2 separate regions of the Mus musculus genome follow, and region 2 is linked to region 1. A link is a contact called in public Hi-C data. All regions are on one chromosome and are shown on one strand. Each heading gives the region's core, a stretch centred on a gene start, on an enhancer-like site or on the middle of the called end of the contact. The rest is flanking DNA. Distances are from core to core; before and after follow the strand shown.

Region 1 (6,509 bases), core at 910-3,409:
TTCTGGTAAGAAAGGCAGAATGCCATGGCCCCTTGGGACTGACAGTACACAAGTCACGAACCCCCTGTGTCCTGTTCCCTGCCGCTCTTGAGAAAACTGATTTACTTGTAGTGCCATGCCTCTGTGCCTTTGCAAGTGCCCTTCCTGATCCGGACAGGAAAGTGAATGGGTGTCTAGTTCTGCAGTCGCACACTGTATAGAATGAACTGTATAAAATCCTTTTACGTGGATATTTTGGCGGGGGATGGGAGAGGGCAAGACAAGTTTCCCTAACATTAGGGATCTTGTTCCACTTTGGTCCCCAGAATCTGCTATGGTAGAAAAGACATGGTGTGTGGTGAACATGGTAGAAGCCAATAGAAGTATTTCACATGAGATGGTCTTTCTGTCCACCTTGGTGACTTAAAGACACCCGCACCCTTGGGGCTTCAGTGCGGTTCGTCTTCCCACTGTACAGATGAAGGGCAGCGGGGTGGCTGGTTGCCTGAGGGCTGGGCTGGGTGGCTGCCCGCGCGCCTGCGCCCTCTGCTGCTCCGGTCCTGGCGCGTCTCTGTGCGTGTGTGTCTGCCTGGGGAGAAGAGGCTTGGGTGACAGGCCAGAGGTTGGGGGAAGAGTTAGCCAGCTCGACTCGCAGTCTCACTCCCTGATTTCTCGGCGGCGGGACCGAGACGGTCTCCGCAGGCGGCTGGCCCATCTTCCCCCACCGCTGCCGTCCTACAGCGGCTGATCCTCTCCCAGCCCGGCAGATTGGTCGTCACCCTCGCTAGTGAGTTGCGAAAGCTTGTGCGCCTAGCAGAGCGGCGAGCTGTGCCTGGCGGTTCTGTCCTCCCACCGGCTGTGTGTGTGTGTGTGTGTGTGTGTGTGTGTGTGTGTGTGTGCGTGCGCGCGCGCGGAGGGGATGTCCCTAGGATTCCGCGTTGGTTCCGAGAGCTCGGGGCGGGGATCCGCGTGTCCATCCCATGCGAGTCTGCGTCGCGATGCGGCTGCTCCCTCAGCCAGGGGCTCCGACGCCGGGATTCCCCAGCTCGGCGTGCAGCCACGGGTGGAGTTCCCCGGGAAGGCGCAGGGGTGAGCGGGCGGAGCCCAAGTGCCGGCTTGCAAGCCACTGGCAGTCCGGTCCTGAACAATACTGGGAGATGTTGTAGCCGCCTCTCTCATCTTTTTTCTTTTCGCAGCAGCATCACAAAAGCTCAGAACGAAACCCAACGCAGCAGAACCCCAATGCCTCCCATCTGGTGCACTTCGCCGCCGGGGCAGGAGGAGTATAGGGTTCCCCAAGATTAGGGATGGGGTTTACAGCGGAGGCGCACCTGTATTAGCGCTCGCTGAATTCAAACCAAGCGCTGGCTCGCACAAAGTGAACTCGTGTGTGTGTGTGTGTGTGTGTGTGTGTGTGTGTGTGTGTGTGTGTTATACTTCAGGCCTTCGCACACCTCACGCTCTCAGGGTGTGCTTGGCAAATAGCACACCTCCGGGCCGGCGTGCCTGTGTTGAGCCGTTTCGGTGGGCTCCCCGCGCACGCTGTGCCAGCTTGCCAGCGTCTCTTTGTTTGGTGTGGCTTCACTCAACCATTTGCAAAGCAAATTGATTTTCGGTTTCGCTCAACCTTGCGCTCTGGGACTTAACGTGGGCCACAGCCTCGAATGCCCTCGTTACTTGTAATTGAATATAGTTCTTTCCGGCAAGGGGCTATTTTTAGTGTAGAGAATAACCACGCAAGCATGTTGATCCCCTCCCCCCACGCGCTGTCTTTGACTTTAAGTAGGTGTTTGATGGAGCGGACGCATTCACATCTCGTCGCGCACACGTGCCAGTGTACAAGTGTGCACACATATTTCTACACGTAGTTTTCTTTCTACCGCTTAAAAATGTATTTTAAAATTTGAGACCAGGAATGTATTGTGTGCTTGTAAAAGGAAAAAAAAAACTTTCCTTTGTTCTTCTGGGAATCTTCTATTTTGAGTCATGGAGTAGGAGTACCAGAAGGTTGCTATTAGTTCACTCGAATAAAAGACACTGCCTTCTGAGTCAGAGCTGCCAGGCTGATAATTATTAACATATAAAAGCAAACGCACTGTTTAAGGCAAAAGGGGCGGGGCGGGGGCAGGCCCGCCGCAGACAATGAGCGAGAGTCTTGGCGGACCGCCTGCTGCTCATTGTTCCGGGACTTGAGGCTGCAGTCTCTGCAGGTCCCTCCTGCACGGTTCAGCTCCTGGCTAGCACCTCGGTCCCTCTGGGGTCCACGAGGTTACTTAGCACTAGTCACCGGACCCCGGGTTGCCAGCCCCAAGTGCATCCGTCCCTCTGACCATCAATTCTCTGCTTTACAGGTCGGCAGCTTCACGACCCTGTGTGTCACAAGCCTTGCGGTGGGCACCGAACACCCCTGGAGCCACAAAGTGGGATGTTGTTCGGACAGTTGCGCTAAGAGACCCCACACTGGGCCCAGGTCGCTCTAGCTTCTGGCCACCGTCTGAGAGGCGGCGGCGGAGGGGATGAGCACCGGACGCGCAAAGCGCCTACCGCGAGCTATCCCTGAGAGTGGACACCAAGCAGGACTCCTCGAAGGACCGCGTGGACCTTTACCTCCCCCGGTACAAGGTGGCTTCTTGTTGTGCCTCGGGTCAGGATGCTCTGGGCACCTCCCTGCTGCTGAGATGTTTTGCTTCCAGGCTCTGCCATCCCCAGCCCGGGTCTCAGGAGGAGACGACTGAGTGGGCCGGGCATCAGCCCCTCGTTCAGGTGGATGAAAAGTGCCGGAGGCCTTATATGGAATCAGCGATCACATTTTAAGAGCCATGGACGAAGGGGATGCGCAGTCTCGGGCCCAACAGCAGCTAGAGGCACCGTCTTCGGTTGGAGCTGTCCAAGAGAAGTGCGAGTCAGAGTCCTTCAGGTCTAAGAGTTTACCGGTCCTGCACAGCGCCTCCTGCCGGCAGAATTTCAGTGCTGGGAATGCAGATGGCAAACTGGCCTTGGGTTGCAATGAAGCTCCAGGTCGCCAGGAGACGCATCTAGGACGGAACTTGATAGTCCCCAGCCCTTCTGCTCCATCCACTTCGGCAGGCACTACAACGGAACTCATGGACTGTAACCACAGGATGGACCCCAGCAAAACTGTGTCAGTATCTTCCACTTTGGCCACACTCCAGGAGAGAAGGTGTCTCTACGTGGTCCTTACGGATTCTCGCTGCTTCTTAGTGTGCATGTGTTTTCTGACTTTCATCCAGGCGTTAATGGTCTCTGGGTACCTGAGCAGTGTCATCACCACCATCGAAAGGCGCTATAGCTTGAAGAGTTCTGAGTCAGGGCTGCTGGTCAGCTGCTTTGATATAGGAAACCTGGTGGTGGTGGTGTTCGTCAGCTACTTTGGTGGCCGTGGGCGAAGGCCCCTATGGCTGGCAGTGGGTGGACTTCTTATTGCCATCGGGGCTGCGCTCTTCGCTTTACCTCACTTTATCTCACCCCCCTATCAAATCCAAGAGTTGAACGCTTCGGCCTCCAACGATGGCCTTTGTCAGAATGGCAACTCCACAGCCATCTTGGAGCCTCCTCCCTGTCCCAAGGACTCGGGAGGAAATAGTCACTGGATCTACGTGGCTTTATTCGTTTGTGCACAGGTTCTCATTGGAATGGGCTCTACACCGATTTACACCCTGGGACCAACCTATTTAGATGACAACGTCAAGAAAGACAATGCATCCTTGTACCTAGGTAAGACTTGGAATTCTCAGGCATGTAGTTGGCTCACAGTGACATTCTTTTTCTTCCCCAGTCACAAAGGAACACAACCTTTTGTGTTTTCAAGTATATTAAGCATTATGGTTCATTCCTTTTGAGTCCTGCTTTTGGTGTAGTATGTTTTCAGTTTGGGATAAAGAGCTCTTTGAAATAATTTCACAGTTGTCTTTTCTCACCAATACAAAGGCTGAAAAATAGGACAGCACAGGGCCCGTTCCTCTTGTTGTTCACTTTTGGGGAACCTCTATTTGTCAAGTTTATCTTCTAAGCTTTCTTTCCAAGAAATGACCAGAAAGGAGGAGAGCTCACCAGCAGTTTTGAGTCATTGCTTTGCATTGTTACATCTGTTTCTCATCCCTAAAAGCAGATGATGGGGTAGCCAGACCACATATGCTATGTCACTTCACTTCCAAACTCTATTCTGAACATGTCTGATCACCCAGCACCAACAAAGCCTGAAAAACAGTAGATGAATAAGTTATGTCTGCCCACGAGGAAGCAACAGCATGGGCCATGGATTTATCCAAGGCTGTTTTCATTGGGCTTAGAAGACCTCAGTTACTGGAGTTTGTGAGAGTTCATTACTGTCTTCTGAAGAACACAGGCTCTTGGGTTTCATTCCTTGCCTTTCATTTAAGAGCACAGCAGACAGAGGTGTTTGGGATAAGTTCCGGGTATCCATGGGAGGTCAGCCAGGTATGCACAGGGCTAACCGAGTTTCTAGATGTAACTTTGGTGGTTGTCAGCATCTCTCTGTAGTTAGTAATTGCTCCTTCTAAAGTGCACTAAAAGATGGTTTTGAACCCCTGGAAAGGATCAGTGTTGTTAGACCAGTTAATTGCTCTCTGTTCTGTTTTGCTGGAGTCCACCTAACACTTAAAACACCTAAAGGCACTCTGTGTGTGTGTGTGTGTGTGTGTGTATACATCTGTGTGTACACCACAGGACAACCTTGGATGTTGTCTTCTCTCTCTCTCTCTCTCTCTCTCTCTCTCTCTCTCTCTCTCTCTCTGTCTCTCTCTTTCTCTCTCTTTCGTTCCTGGCTTAGAATTCACCAAGGAGCTCACCTATGTGGCTGTTTAGTAACTTCTTAGCTATGTGTTGGTAGATTCCTTGATGTCTGAATGAGATTTTCCAAGAGAGTGAAGAAGATGGTCAGCTTAGAAGGGCTGTACTTTGTCTTTAGTTTACCCACTGCCCTTGGAGTTACTAACTTAACTTTGTTAGTAAATATACGCACAAATGGTAAAATAAGTATCAATATACCCACTCACTAGACTTAATAATTCCTTATTTTATCAACTGTGTATGGTGGCCAATACCTGTAATTCCAGCACTAGGAAGGGTGAGGTAAGAGCATTGCTATGGTTTTTAAGGTCACCCTGGGCTACATGGCGAGTACTAGGCCAACCAGGGCTACATGGTAGATACTGTCTCAAACAACAACAAAAACTCCACTTTGTCATGCTTAAAAGAATCTCCGTATGTGTGTGTATATTTGATGTGGGGAGCTTACTAGCATCTCCCCAATATGTGTGTATATATTTGACATGGAGAGCTAAGCTAAGTGTGTAGGTACCACTAAGCTTCATTGTGCCTCTTCTAGAAATAAGGGTATTCTGGGATTGGAATGTAGCTGAGCTGTAGAGTACTTGCCTCATGAAAGATGCTCTGGAATTGCTCTCTAGAACTACCAGTAAGTAGGTAAACAAACAGGGAAACAAATAAATGCATTCTTTTCCATACTGACAGATGTATCCACATGGTAAGAAAGTTAAGAACTAGTTCCTAATATTGTCAAACACCTTTCCAAATTCAAATTTCAATTGCCACCCGAATTCTTTTATAATTACTAATGTTAAACTCAGGAATTCCTCAAAGGTCATTTATTAATATAATTACATTTGGCCATTTGCCATTGTAGCTTTCATAATGGAGAAAATACCTCAACCTGTGTGTGTGTGTGTGTGAAGTTGACCTTTTGACTTTTTTGAAATAATTATAAATTGATGACTGCCTTAGGATACATTTTTTAAGGAAACTCCACCATAATTCTGACTTACATTAAATTAATTTTAGTAATCAATACAAGATTTTTTTTCTTAGAAAGAGGCTCACAGTGGAACCCAGGCTGGCTAGGATTCATTAAGTTTGTAGTCTAGGCTGGCTTTGAACTTTCAATACTTTTGCCTCAACTTCTTGGGTGCTAAGGTAACAGGCACATACCAACACGCCTGATCAAACCCTTTCAAATGGGCTTTATAGGTTCTTTCTGAACGAATTACGATCAGGAGACTAGTGTTTTCCAGACTACAAGCAATGTTACCCAGTCAGAATGTAGGGATTCCTTTCCAGTGAGTAATGAGGGGAAAACACCTCATGTTATTTCTTCACAAAGCTGTTGTCTGCGTTATCCATCTCCTTCCTCTCTTTTCTGACCTTCCTAGTCAGTCTTTCCAGAAAATAGCAACAACAAACCTAATGCCAGATAGCCCCTTAGAAACTGGGGGCAGGAGCAAATATCTGAAGTAACATTAAAACACCAGTATAATGGATGGGGATGTAACTGTGCACCTTCATCTTGGCAAGGCTCCATGATAGCATCCGAGGGTCTAACTGAAGAAGAAATGAAGTCACAGATTCGACAGTGGGGCTTCTACCCACTAACAACTCTGACTCCACTGTGAGGATATAGCCTTAGTGTTGGCTTTGAGTATAGAGAAAACTTTGTCAGTATGAGCAATAAGTTGGGTAGGAAACTAGCCCAT
Region 2 (7,327 bases), core at 1,652-4,151, 440 kb before region 1:
GAGCCCGAAGCCTTCAGGCTCACAGAGGCTTGTGCAGTGTTTGGTGGATTCGGAAGGACTGAGCATCTCTTGGATGGCTCTCTGCAGGGACACAGGAGGCGTGGCCACTGTCATAGGCATTGACATGATCTCTGTGCTGCCTACATTGGGAGCTCCCTACAGGATTTTTTTGGAAAAGTTTTTTTTTTTTCTTTTTTCTTTGAAATGATTGTCTGGGCTTGTTGTGGCTTGTCTGAAGGTCATCGGACAAGTGTCTCCAAGATGCTTTCCCCCTCAATCTAGACATCTGGTAGATGGTTTGATGAGACCTGAGCTATGACTCTGCTCTGTGTCTTGAGGACAAACGACAGACCAAGAATTTGTAGAGCTACACAGTCTTTGTTAGAATGTGTTTATCAAGTGACAACACCACTCTTAATCAATTCTTAATGATGTCCAATCAGAAATTTAGTCATGATTGTCTTGTATGTTTGTTTTCCTATGATCAGAGATAGAGTCCTCTAGTGTGCTTGAATTTCTGATTTCAAGGCAATTGAATGAATTGTTAATTAAGTCTATTTAGGGAGATCTCATTGGAAAGTGAAGGGCTATTCAACAGATGGGGTATGTTCATGGGGAAAAAAAGAATGCTGTGTTCCATTGCAGACATGGCCTAGGGTGAACACTGACCCTGGGGATTCCAGAGAAACACAGGTCACAGTCAATGGGACATGTGTTCTTACCTCTCCAGGTCTTATTACCCCTTTGAGTATAACTCATAAGAAAAGAAGCCCCACACCAGATGGAAATACAAGAGAACTAGACAAATATCTCAGCTCGCTAGAATCCATCTTAGGGATCCTCTAAGAAAAGTCAGGTAGGGGGAAGTGGGAAACTGTAATAGGTTTGGAGGGGATTCATTCCAAACTGTGATATAGTTATCACTGAGGGATGAGGGCACAGAGACATGGAGCGCCAACTTTACAGTTAGAGGTATGAATGTCAGAAAAATGACTCCGAGAACTACAGGAAGGATCCACAGCTGAGGCTAGAAGGCTCAGTGTGCATGTCTACACCATGACCTCTCAAGGTGTGTGATCCTCAGAGGCCTGCTACTCGAGGGACTAAAGATGACAAAGCTATCAGGGGAGCTTTTAGGGTCCCAGCACAGAGACAGATGTTGTCCTGGCCATCTTGACTCAAGCTTTCCTCAGGCCTTCCAAGTCCACGGTCCTTAAACTGAAGTGCAGCCTTCAGAATAAGGAGCAGAAATAGCCACAAGGAGGGTGGAGCCAGCTTGCTCTGAGGGGCTTTTTGTCTGGTGATTCTGTGACTAAAGATAATATTTGTTTATCTTGTAGTTTAACTTGTGTCTTGTAATCCAGCAAGCTAGAGAGAAAAATGTGGAACTACAAGTGAGTTAGTGAGCGATCCGATCCGTCGTACAGGGTATAATTTGCAGGCCTGGGACAGGCTGCAAGAACACAATCAGCAGTTAGGAGAGAATGTGGTTTTTCTGCACTCTCTCCAAGCCGACAGAAGGATAACTTGAAAGTGCTGATTGCAAAGAGCATTTGCTACAGACTCAGCTGCTTCACTCACAGAAACAACTGTATTGGAAACACGGGTTTTTTTTTTTTTTTTTTTTTCCTCAACACTCTAAATTCCTACATAGTTAGATAATACCATAAAACTAAAATCCTTCCAGAGTGCTCCAAAGCCACAGTAAATGGAAGACTTTAAACTTGTCAACCAGACATCAGAACGTGATTAAGGCAGCTCTAATACCATGTCAGCTGTTATACCAGAGTCAGCTGTTATACCAGAGGGATGGGGACGCGTGGAGCATCAAGAAGATGGCTCAGTGGGTAAAGCCTTGCACACTAAAGTCCGTTGACCTCAGTTAGATTCCCCAGAACCCACATAAAAAATCCAGAGGTGGTGGTGCACATCTGTAGTCCTCAAACACCCACAAGGAGGCACGAAGTGAAGACAGAGGAATCACCTAGAAGCTCACAGGTCAGCGAGCTGAGTAAACAGAACCTTAGAAACAAGAGAGACCCTGCTTCAAACAATAGAGGAGGGAACCAAGTCCTCTGGCCTACAGCAGGGCACAGATGCATCAGAGTTACTAAGGTGACATAAAAGTACCAGCGAACACACTAATGATCATAAGTAAAATTAGTTATTCTCTACGACTGGAATGAAAGAGCCACTGTGTTTGCCTGTCATTTCCGCTGTTCAGGAGGCTGAGGCAGCAAGATCACGTGAGCTCAAGGGGTTAAGGCAAGCAGTGGGCATCTCAGCCAGCTCTTGCTCCCTACAGAGAAAAGACAGACAGCCAATGAGATGACTAAGGGGGAAAGGACATTTGCCACCAGCAAGCTTGATGATCTGAGTTCAATCATTGGGGATCCACGCAGTGGAGAGAGCAGACTGCAGCAAGCAATCTGCCTGACCTCCACACCCATGTCTTGGCAGGCGCGAACTTCCCCACCCCCTGTCGTACGCCCCACTCCACCTCACCCCACCCCCGCGCTCGCACAAACATACGCAGGCAATTTCAAAAGAAATACGTAGATAGAAAGAAGAGGAGAGAGAAGGGGGGAAATGGGGGAGGGGGAACTAAAGAGTTCAGGCCCCAGGATTTAGCTCAACCGGTAGAGTACTTGTGTAGCACGCATAAAACCCTGGGTTCAGTCCCCAGCTCTGCATAAAGCAGATGTTGTGATCCCTGCGTGTAATCTCCACTACTAGTGAGACCAGCCTGGGCTACATGAGATCATGCGTCAAAATAACAAGGAAAGAAAGATGGGAGCAAACAAAGCGCAGAGAAATTGCAGGAAGGAGTCAACTCGGCCGGCCGAGTCTGAGTCTGTCCGAGTCCGGCAGAGAGTTCCTCCTCCCTGCCGCTGGCTCCTCCTCGAGCTCTGGCCACAGGCTAGGCTCAATAGTATTGAAGTGGCGCCAACAGCCAGTTAGCAAAGCAGCGGGGCAGCAAATTGATTATACAGTTAGCTGTGGAAAAACCGAATTTCTTTATTAAGGGAAAATGAAATCCGGTTAATTGATGCTGCCACGACCCTACCCCCACCCCACCCCCCACGTGCCAGTTACCCCACTGCCTCTTTTGGCTCTTTCACTTCGCTGTGAGGCTGAAACGCGGCCAAAAAAAAAAAAAAAAAAAAAACCGACAGAAGCTTTACTCATTTAAAAATAAGGCAGGTTTTGAGCCGTCCCCGCCCCGCCCCGCCCCGCCCCCCCCCCCCCCCACTTTGCATGATGATTTTTCCAGCTACAATTACTGTAACTCACTCATTATAGAGGATAGCATGGCAGGCAAACAGGCAAGGGGGGGAAAAGTGTGGTAAGACAGTTGGCAGGATGTGAATTGGGAGCCTTTGCCATCTAATTTTAAGCAGTATTTATAGAGAGCACCCATAATACAGCATTCAATGTCTCACAGAAAATCTCTTAAGTAGTAGAAACATTTACTGAAGTCATTAGTGCAGCTCATGGACACCAATGAGGGAAAAAATTAATAAGGCTGCTAACTCCAAATTGAAAGGACAGGATCTAGGTGGGTACATCTTCATGGTGTGATCTCCAATTATAAAAACCACACGCCGGGGTTACCTCCAGACTCTAAGATGACACTGATGATTCACACAGTCCCAGAAAGCTTGCCAAAGATGAGCATTGTATGTACAGTTTTCCTTTCTAAGTCCTAAAACAGCTCCAGCTTGCGAGCACTTGCCAGACTCCTCCTTTGGGATCACTGGGAATTCCCAAATAGTTATAAGACATAATATAGAAAGAGTATGTATGCCCTTTGTCCAGGCTCCTTGAAAGCAACATCCTGTAGTTATAGCACAAATCTTATCACCAGGAAATGTGCATTGGTAAAAAAATCTAGCAGGCTTCTATGCATCCATTAAGTCTTACATGCTTGTATGTGTGCAAGCTCATAACGTGTATGTGTTCATGTCAGCATCATCAGTCAAGATACATCCCAAGTCCACGTGAAGACCAATCTTGCTACTTACTCTCTCAAAGCCTGGCCACCATCTTAGACCACTAATACGTTTCCATCTCTGAATGCGGTCATTTCAAGGATGTTGTAGTGAGTGGGACCATACATCTCAAGACTGACTTTTCATTTGCTACCAATTCATTGAGATTCATCAAAGTTGTTGTATATATATATATGTGTGTGTGTGTGTGTGTGTGTGTGTGTGTAATTTACTCCTTTTCATTGTTGAATAATATTCGATGCATGGATGGATTATTTGTTTAATCACTCATCTTTTGAAGGAATTGTGAGTTGTCTTCCAAATTTCGGTCGTCAGAAGTAAAATTATTGTAAAGATTTGTATATAGGTTTTATGTAAGCATCAATTTTCATTTTCCTGAGACAAATGCCCAGAATAATTTTCATATGTTGTGTGTGTATACACTGTGGTGGTTTGAGTGTGTTGTGTGTGTGTGCACTGTGGTGGTTTGAGTGTGTTGTGTGTGTGTGCACTGTGGTGGTTTGAGTGTGTTGTGTGTGTGTACACTGTGGTGGTTTGAGTGTGTTGTGTGTGTATACACTGTGGTAGTTTGAGTGTGTTGTGTGTGTGTACACTGTGGTGGTTTGAGTGAGAAATGTCCTTCACAGGATTCAGATATTTGAATAACATTTGGTCCTAAGTTGGTGGTACTGTTTAGGAAGCTAAGAAATATTCAGGAAGTGAAGCCTTTCTGGAGGAAGTATGTCACTGGAGGATGGCCTTGGAGAGTTTATAGCCTAGCTTTGCTTCTGGTTGGCACCCTAGACTTCCTGTGTGTCTCTCAACTTCCTGCTTTAGCAACCAGCTCATCCCTCTCCCTGAAATTATGGACTCCTTTTCTGGAACAGTAAGCCAACATGAACTCTTCTCTCTGTAAGTTGCCTTGGTCATGGTGAGCTAACACAGCAACAGAGAAGTGCCTGATGCAGCAATGTAATTAGTGTGATCATTGTCTTAGACAGGAGATAAAATATTGGGATCTGTAAGACGGTGTGGTGTTTAAGAGCTTGCTCTGGGGCTGGAGAGATGGCTCAGTGGTTAAGAACACTGACTGCTCTTCCAGAGGTCCTGAGTTCAAATCCCAGCAACCACATGGTGGCTCACAACCATCTGTAATGGGATCTGATGCCCTCTTCTGGTGTGTCTGAAGACAGCAACAGTGTACTCATATACATTAAATAAATAAATAAATAAATAAATAAATAAATAAATAAATAAATAAATAGTTTGCTCTGCTCTTGCAGAGAACCTCAGCAGGCTCAGCATCTTGTTCTGGTCTCCAGGCATGTGTGGCACACAGTGTGCAGCGCACACACGCAGTGTACAGTAGACACAGTGCCAGAGAAAGCAAAGCAAAGACTGTATCATAATATAGTAAATCAGGGCGATTGTCCAACACTTGGGAGTCAGCAGCAAATACATTGGGTACCTAAATATTATGAAAACCATACTAAAAATGGCCCACAGTAAAAAGGGGATAGAATTAGCTACTTGGCAGCATGGAGTCTCTGACTATAAGCAAGATGTTCTGCGTAGCAGTTTCGCCTCCTCTCAGTTGAAGGCAGCTCAGAGTGGAATGTAACCGTCCCTGAACCTGCTTAGAGAAGCCCACTCAATGAATAATGTGAAGCATGGTTTAGGTTTCTCTCATGTGCCAGGCATAACTATCAGATGTCCGCACTGGCCCTGTCCTCAGGGACTCCTTCCTAGTGAGTCTGCTGCTAAAGGAGTCACACTTTGGTAGCCACTGCACGAGTCACAGCCCTAAGTAGCAACAGTATGTTGCACAAGTGAGACAGATGCCCAGGGACCTGAGCTGGGCCTGAAGCGACAGGATCGAAACAAAGACTACAAGAGGAAGATAAATCTTTGACAGTCGGCAGAGGCAGAGGCAAAACCATCAGATGGAGCAGGAGAGGTGGTTCGGCAGTTAGGAGTACTTGGTGTTCTTCCAGAGGACCCCAGTTTGGTTCCTAGTATCCATAATTGTCTGTAACTCTGGCTTGAAGGGGTCTGACACCTTTATCTGGCTTGAAAGGACACCCAGACACGTGTCACACATGCAAGCACATACACATAAACAAAAACATTTTTTTTTCAAAACCAGTAGTTCCACATCTTTGATTCCCGCACTCAGGAGGCAGAACTAGACAGATTTTTGAGGCTAGCCTAGTCTACAAAGCAAATTTCAAGACAGACAGGACTAAACATAGAAACCCTGTCTTGGAAAACCGAAGGAAAATAAAAGCCAGTGTGGCGACTATTGTCTATAACCTCAGCAGTAAGACTACGGAAGGAGGCTTGCTATAAATCCAAGGCTAGTCAGGGCCGCTTGGTAGATCAGCCAGAACAATGTGAGACTATGGGGGTTGGGGGGCGAGATGGGGCAAACAAACAGTCTTCATTTTAAATTTCCGAAGAACATCTGTGAATGGCAGTACATGCTTATCATTGCAGCACTTAGGATGTTAGGAGACTGCCAAGATTCAGGCCAACTTGGGCTATGTAGCAAGACTAGTCCCCTTTGCTTTCCCCCCACCTCTCTCTCATATACACCCCTAATAAATAAAACTTGGTGTGGTGGTACATGTCTCTAATTCCAGCAGTTGGGAGGTGGAGGCAGAAGGGTCAAAAGTGGAGGGCCATGCTCTGCTATATACTGATTTTGAAGCTAGCCTCAGCTACCTGAGACCTGCCAATAAGTGAATAAAAAATCTGTAAGAGATTCTACAAACTGGAACATGATTGTCAGTGGTAGGCAGGAACATAGATCATGGCGTTGGATCAGGGGCTCTGACTCAGATCTCGAGCCTGAATTTGGCCCTTGCAGTTGGAACGATAAGCAAAGGAAGCCTTTTGAGTATGAGCAGAACACAATGAAATATTGTTTAATTTCTTAAAAATTATATTTATATTTTAAAGTATATTAATTAATTAATAATTTTTATTAAAATTTTAAAAGTATGTGTGTACATGTGCACTTCAAAACACATGTGTGGAGGTTGGAAGACAACTTGCAATGATCAGCTCTCTCCTCCTTCCAGGGTGGCTTCAGGGACCAATCTCAGGTATCAGGCTTGGCCCCAGGAGGCTTATTGTACATGAGCGTCCTTTAAGGTAAGCAGCCTCCATTTTGAGGAACTCAGCTATTCCCACTTGGAAAAGATCAACCCAGATTGTTGAAACTCCCTTATAGAAGGAAGAGCAGGAAGATACAGGGTCCCTTACCTGAATACCAGCCATCCCTTACTTCCTTTTCGTACAATTCTGCCCTAATTGCATAGGGTCTCAGGAAT

What was found. A called contact is a pair of places that touch in the nucleus more often than the background predicts.
Region 2: a contact with region 1 is called in a Hi-C map of uterus, with 3 times the contacts expected there. The contact joins the enhancer-like site here to the promoter of Slco5a1 in region 1. A contact is called at or near these places in 2 of 484 Hi-C or Micro-C datasets (embryonic stem cells and uterus) and 4 of 115 datasets of contacts at active chromatin or transcription factors (bone marrow-derived macrophages, embryonic forebrain, embryonic stem cells and 1 more).

What each region holds. Positions count from the first base shown.
Region 1 is chr1:12,986,785-12,993,293 of GRCm38.p6, reverse strand. It overlaps Slco5a1 (solute carrier organic anion transporter family, member 5A1), which reads left to right and starts at 2,159. Exons shown (of 9, transcript NM_172841.2): 1 at 2,159-3,714. The coding sequence starts at 2,799.
Region 2 is chr1:13,422,160-13,429,486 of GRCm38.p6, reverse strand. It overlaps Gm39595 (a long non-coding RNA gene), which reads left to right and starts at 7,079. Exons shown (of 3, transcript XR_865189.2): 1 at 7,079-7,148. Within about 2 kb of position 2,901, at least 280 of the 459 cell types and tissues checked have an H3K27ac peak or open chromatin away from gene starts, as enhancers often do. A contact at or near this core is called in bone marrow-derived macrophages, embryonic forebrain and uterus, where this site is marked.